Linked DNA regions of Mus musculus: region 1 is linked to region 2. Evidence: chromatin contacts called from public promoter capture Hi-C data. All regions are on one chromosome and are shown on one strand. Each heading gives the region's core, a stretch centred on a gene start, on an enhancer-like site or on the middle of the called end of the contact. The rest is flanking DNA. Distances are from core to core; before and after follow the strand shown.

What was found. Promoter capture Hi-C pulls out the DNA fragments that hold promoters and counts their contacts.
Region 1: a contact with region 2 is called in a promoter capture Hi-C map of the HPC-7 cell line, with 2.4 times the contacts expected there. The contact joins the enhancer-like site here to the promoter of Syngap1 in region 2. A contact is called at or near these places in 6 of 39 promoter capture datasets (the HPC-7 cell line, embryonic stem cells, frontonasal cranial neural crest and 2 more).

Annotation. Positions count from the first base shown.
Region 1 is chr17:27,586,894-27,590,023 of GRCm38.p6, forward strand. The region is part of intron 2 of Nudt3 (nudix (nucleotide diphosphate linked moiety X)-type motif 3); the gene reads right to left. Among named protein-coding and RNA genes, the nearest start is that of AI413582, 23 kb to the left of the region's middle. Within about 2 kb of position 1,603, at least 78 of the 459 cell types and tissues checked have an H3K27ac peak or open chromatin away from gene starts, as enhancers often do. A contact at or near this core is called in the HPC-7 cell line and liver, where this site is marked.
Region 2 is chr17:26,939,616-26,942,868 of GRCm38.p6, forward strand. It overlaps Syngap1 (synaptic Ras GTPase activating protein 1 homolog (rat)), which reads left to right and starts at 1,635. Exons shown (of 19, transcript NM_001281491.2): 1 at 1,635-1,903. The coding sequence starts at 1,837. It also overlaps a transcript of Cuta not described here.

The DNA.
Region 1 (3,130 bases), core at 353-2,852, 650 kb after region 2:
CGTGAGCCTGAGGCCGGCCAGACAGGGCTACACAGTGAGATCCTGCCTCAAACAAGCAAGCAAAACCAAACAAATAAAACCAGAGAAACACCCCGTTTTAAAAACTGGAACTTGGTAGTTTAATAGAGGAAACCAGGCAGAGAGACTCGTGCCTGCAGCGCTAGCACAGGAGACTGAGGCAGGGAGGCTGTCACGGGCTTTCAGACAACCTGGGTCGCCCTGCCACAAAAATCGACAAGAGGAAAACAGAAAAGAGGATTTCAGGACTGAGGGTGCAGCGCTGTATGTTAGTGTGATCGCAGCACCACACACAACGGTTCAAATAGAGAGGCTGCAGCCAGCCTGAGGCCAACGGGGGAAGGTCTTCACGGTGAGACCTCTGGGTGGCTCTTTTAAAACCACCTCATGTTTTCATGGCTCTCAACTCTTCAGTCTCAAATACTGCCAGCAGTGTAAAGTTGGGTATTTTTACCACCCACATGACTGCAAAAGCAGGTCGGGACAGGCGCCAGTTCAGTATCTGACAGCACCGGGCTCAGACATCTGACTTGGACATGTGGAAGTTCAGCCGTCAGCACTGGTGCGGACTTGTTTAGTCATCTCCATGTCAAGCCCTAACCCAGCAGGAGTCTTCACTTAGCGCCAGTAAGACTTTGCCCTTCGGTACCCTCGACCTCTGCAGCGGGGGTGCCCGGGGCTGGGGACACTGCTGGTCCAGCTTGTGGCAGGCAGGCCCACAGTTCAGTTCTCAATCGTGCAAAAGCAGCCAAGCACAAGCCCCAGGGAGTACTCTGTGCCTCTTCTACCTAGTTAACAAAAACCCTGCCTTTTAAATTTATTGTTATTACTGTTGTTTCCGTTTGTTTGTTTGAGGCAGGATCTTTCTATGTAATCTTGGCTGTCTTGAAACTTGCTATGTTAACTGGGCTGGCCTTGAACTAAGAGATCCTCTTGCCCCTGCCTCTCAGTGCTGGGGTCAAAGGCTACACCACCCATAACTAGCTTACAAACCTTTATAAAGGGGGGGAAACTGTCTCTTTTTCCTTGAGGATGTTCTGTGCCCATATGAAAAAAATGTTCAAACCCTGTGTCTGAAAGGCTGGGCCAGCCTCCCCCGAGGGCACACTGGGCCAAGCACTAGCAGGAAGGACCCCACAGACCTCTTACCACAAGGAGCCCTGCTTCAGCACTCAGGTGTCATAGGCACAGATGCTACTTCACCGTGGGCACAAACCTCACTGCCAGGGCACCCGGATTCTGTTCAGTTCCGATGTGGTTCACTCGAGCGTGGCACACAGCGAGCATGGGGTAAGGGGCGCTGCAGGGTCCATTTGAGGTCAATAGCGCCTAGGAGGATGTCTCCTGGGGACTGTGGGAAAGATTTCCCACAATAGAGAGACTGTACAAAAAGAAACACTACACTTCTTGCACGTCAGGCGGGGACCTGAAACCTGGAGCAACTGCAGTTATCTTGTGACCCTAAAGTGAAGGCCAAAACCTCAGCAAGATGTCAACCTAAAGCCACAGCCCACACTGTCAACGCTAAGTAACCAACTGTGGACTAATGGGGGAGAACCGCTCAGGCACTGGTAAGAAACTCTTATCTGTGGCCGAAGCTTCCTGCTACTTCCTTCTTTAAGTCAAAAGACAGTTCTCTAAGGAACACAAGTACTCTATGACAAAAACGGGCAACACGGAGAGAGCAGTGTATTGAAGCTCCCTGTGGAAGGCAGAAAGCTCAGCCCCAAAAGGAAGCCCTGGGGGCGGCAACTCTATTGCAAGTACCTGCAGGAGGCTACCCAGCAACAGTGTGTGGCCTGCTTGTCCCGACACAGGAGCCCAGCAGAGGGCCCACCAAGGTCTCCCTTTAAATGAAATATGTTAAACAACAAAGGAAAAGCGGGCTGGAGAGTTAGCCAGACTTATTTCAGCATGTGTGGAGGTCAGAGGACAACTTTTGGGAACAGGTTTCTTCTTCCACCACATATAACAGAGGGACTGAACACAGGGTGTCAGAGTTGGTGGCACAGGGTATCAGAGTTGGTGGCAGGTGGCCTTTATGCATGAAGCCATCTTGCTGGTCCTGGAAATAATATTAGCAGTAGTGTTAAAAGACAAGTGAACACGGGGCCTCTGGAGCCCCTGCTCCTCAGCTGTGAGTACCTCTTCCTTAGAGGGCCAATGCCTCTCCATGTTCAGGCCGACACCTGCTATCAACAGGACATGGCATTTTCTATAGGTTCTCTATAAAAGGACAAAATATCAAAACCAAACCAAACCCCTAAACCAAAGGACTCCACCTTGGGTGACCCACTCACAGGAGAGACCCCCTATGCTGATGTACATAGACCTAAGTAATTCACTCTAAGGTTGGGAAACTACCACTGTCTGCTCAGCCCCATTATAAAGATGCTGGATGGTGTTGGAGGGATGATGGCTTAGCACTGGCTGCTCTTGCAGAGGACCCAGATTTGATTCCTAGCACCCACAGAGTGGTTCACAGCCAGCAATAACTCCAGTTTCAAGGGGACCCAACACCCACTCTGGCCTTTACATATATTTCACAAATGTGATGCACTTATGTACAAGTGGGAAAACATATACATAAAAATTAACAATAATAAACTCTAAAAGCCCCCCCTGTCCACATGGTTATGGAGTTTCTACAGGGCTGAAAGTCAGACTTCTGCATCATGGCAGGGAGCCCTCGTCATTTTGAAAGCTATCACTCACCTGCCTCAGCAGAGCAGCTGCAGATCGGCTTCTGCCTCCCCGGCCCACACCCTCTGCCTGACATACTGTATGCAGTATGCAGTATTCAGGATGCTGTACGCAGGATGCCGCGCCTGACCTGGAGAGACTCTTCTTTCCCGGATCTGTCCGCCCCATGACTTACTCAGGCAGACAGACTGTGGACTGCATGCCACAGTGCTTTCAAAATGCAGCCTCAAGCACTCTGTTGTTTTCTTCCTGGAACCCTGAAGGTATGTGACGGTGCTGTTCCTAGCCTCCCAAAGGACGGAGGATCACAGCTTCAAAGCCTATAGTGTGCTATCTCTAAGTTGGAGAGGGAGGCACCAAAGATACCTCCACAAGTGAGCCACAGTCGTGTCAGCTTCAGGAAATCTGC
Region 2 (3,253 bases), core at 385-2,884:
CTGAGGTCGTGCGCCCCAGCGGCCCGCCCATTTCCGTGAATCCTCAACCGGTTGCTGGCAGGGGAACGCCGCTGCGGCGACCCGCCGTCACGTGATGAGGCCTGTCCTTTCAGGCGGCGCCGCCTCAGGAGCAGCGAGCGGAGGCCAATTGCTGGCCGGCCTCGCGGTCCACGTGACGTGAGACCTGGCGACCCGCGCTGTCGCTGCGTCAGGCTGGGGCCGGGGAGTTGTCCTGAGCTCCGGAGTGTGCCTAGTAACAGCCCCCCTCCCTCCCCGCGCTGACAGGCAGCCTTGGGTGGGGACAGTTCCCCCCACCCCCCGCCACCGCCCTTGCGTTAGCACCGAGCTGAGAAGCCAGCTGTCCCTGGGTAGGGGGCAGTGATCAGGCAGGCTCAGACCTGGCACTGCCGTGGCTGGGAGAGGAAAGACACCTTTTCAAAGCACTGGGTGACACCTGTAAATGGGCTAGTGGGTGATGGAAGATACCCAGAGCCCAAAGCTTCGGACAGAGGCTGACAAATGAGTGGAGAGGAGAAATGAGAGTTGCAAGTTAGAGTTCAGAGTGTGACCCTGTTCTTTCCCCCTTGCTGACTCTTCTCCCCAGGACTGGCCCACCTCTCGGTCTTGGGTCTCCTTACCTTCATCCATTCCCCCAAGGAACCAGGACCTGCCCTACATAACCTCCCTGGAGCCTAAACACATCCAGTGACCCAAAAATGGAGAGGGGACCAGTGAGAGGACAGAGAAGAGGGTGGAGACAGCAGGAAAAAGGGCCCTGCCGCCCAAATATTAGCCCTCCCTCCAAGGTCTGGGGTCCTTGGCATGGGTGGCTCCTGTTAGGCTTCTGCATTTTCTTGAGTTGGGGGGGGGGTTCTCAGAGATCCTTGTGTGTGTAGGTGAGGGGTTGGGGGTCCAATATTTGGGTCCTGTGGGGGTGGGGGTCCAATATTTGGGCCCTTCCTAGGGTCTGGGTTACCTGGGGAGTTGTTTCAGGAAATTGAACCTCGCAATCGGTCACTAACTCACATCTTTCAGATGTAATGTATTTTAGATCTCTATGTGGTCATCTTCATCTTTGGGTCAGCCGAATGTCTCCTCCTTCATCCCCAAGTTTGCAGTTTCTTTGAGATACGAATGTGGGGTTTCTTACCTCTAGCTAGATTCTAAAATTTAATTCTGGCCTGGGGCACTTTCTAATATTGGCTTCATCTTTTTCTTTGGGTCTAGGTCTCTGTTTTGGGTCTCCCAAACTACAAGTCCAGGGTTCGAATAAGATTAACATGGGTCTGGAGAACCTTGCTGACACTAGAGTCTCATATTCTGGTCCCTGACTCCTTTCTTTAATTTAGGGGGTGGGGTCTGAGCTCAGAGGTCTCTTTCCTTCTAGATTTGGATCTGTGAGACCCAATTTGTTGAGTATGGAGGTGGGGGGGGGGTGAGGTGGTGAGTATCTTTCTCTGGGTCTGGGGTCTGTCTGAGGGTCTTGGGTCAGCTTCTACGGGACTTCCCTGGTGTGTATGAGTCAGGGGTCCCTCGTTCTCTCCTTTTCCGGGTCTCCCTGGGTAGGGGTGGGGGCTGCAGTCTCTCCCTCCTCCTCCTGCTCTCTCTTCTCTAGCTCGCTTCCCCCGCCCCCCCTCTCTCTGCTGCCGCTGCTGCCGTTGGCTCTTATTCTCCTCCTCCTCCTCCTCTCTCCTCCTCTCTGCTCCTCTCCGCTCCTCTCTCCTCCTCTCTCCTCCTCCTCCTCCTCCTCCACCTCCTCCTTCTCCCCCTTTCTCTCCCCCTCTTTCTCTCTTCTTTTTCTCCCCCCGTCCCCCCGCCCCCTCCCCCTCAGGCCTGATGAGCAGGTCTCGAGCCTCCATCCATCGGGGGAGCATCCCCGCGATGTCCTATGCCCCCTTCAGAGGTACGGTGGTGGTAAGGGGAGGGGAGGGCCAAATGGGGGGGCAAGAGGGGGAGGGGCAGCGGGCGGGGGAGGGCCGGGGCCACCGAGGGGAAGGAGCGGCTGAAATGGAGGGAGAGGGGAGGGTCGGGAAGGCAGAGGTGGGAACAGTGGGAAAGGAGGGATTAGAGGCATAGGGGTAGGATAGAGGGGCTGGGACACGGGCCTTTTCAAGGGGGCTGAGGGGAAGATGATGGAGGGGAAAGCGCGTCAGAAAGGGATGAGAAGGGAGGACTGAGTTTGGGGAAAGGCTGCAGAAATGGTTTGGATTTGGGAGCAGAGTGAGGAAGAAATTACCAAGGAAGTAGAGGCATGGTCTTGGGAGAGGGTAGGGGGGAAATGAAAACACAGGCGGCATGAGAGACCAAGAAGGTGGGAAGGGAATTTGGTGAGGGGCTCAGGGTGGTAGGACTTAGGAAAAGAGAGGAGGATGGAGGGAGGGAAGGGGCCAGATGGAGAAAGAAGGTGGCAGTGGGGGGGTGTGGGGGGTCCAGATGGAGGGAAGAGAGGAGAGAGAAAAAGGATTGGGGGAGGGGACACCAGAGAAGGGGGAGGATCAAGTGGTTTTTTTTTTTTTGGTTTGGGGGGGGGGATGCAAGTAAGATTGAGGGGTGGGGACAAGGGCCAGATAAAAATCCTGAGGGTAACTGGCCCTCATTAGGACTCTGGAGAAGTGAGATGCAATCCCTGAGTCTCATTTGCTTTCTTAATCGCTTTGACCCCTTCCCCCACCCCACCTCTTCTTTCCAGTCCCCCTCCCTGCCTCTGCTGTCCATCACTTATATCTTTCCCCCCATATGGTGTCCGTTTCTTATATGAGTCCCCCTTCTGTTCTTCCCCTGTATTGGTCCCTATCTCATATCTCTTCTCTTTCCCTCCCTCTCTTCTAATAACTACCTTAATACACCACTGCTGCTCCTGGGCCCCGTGTCTCAGATCCCCTGACAGGTCTCTCTCACTCCCTCTGCCCCATGTTGGCTGAAACCTTCTGGTCCATTCCCTTGCCCTAGGCAAGCAACCACCATCTTTACCATCTTCCTTTTCTCTTAGGTTCACGCTGTTACTTGTCCCTCAGCTCACCCTCTGTTTCCTATCCCACTTCCCATCTTGTCACATGGTCTGTGCTTATTTCCTCTTATTCCCCAACCTGGTGATTCCTCTCTTCTTGTCCCCTCTGCTTCCTGGGGTGATAGAGATTGGGGGGGGGGGTTACCAAAACACAGGTTTTGATCGTTGGAACAGGGCTCTAAGGAATTCCCCCATCTTGGACCCTTGTGGAACTTCTCATTCCAGTAAAAATTTCCCATTTCCCTG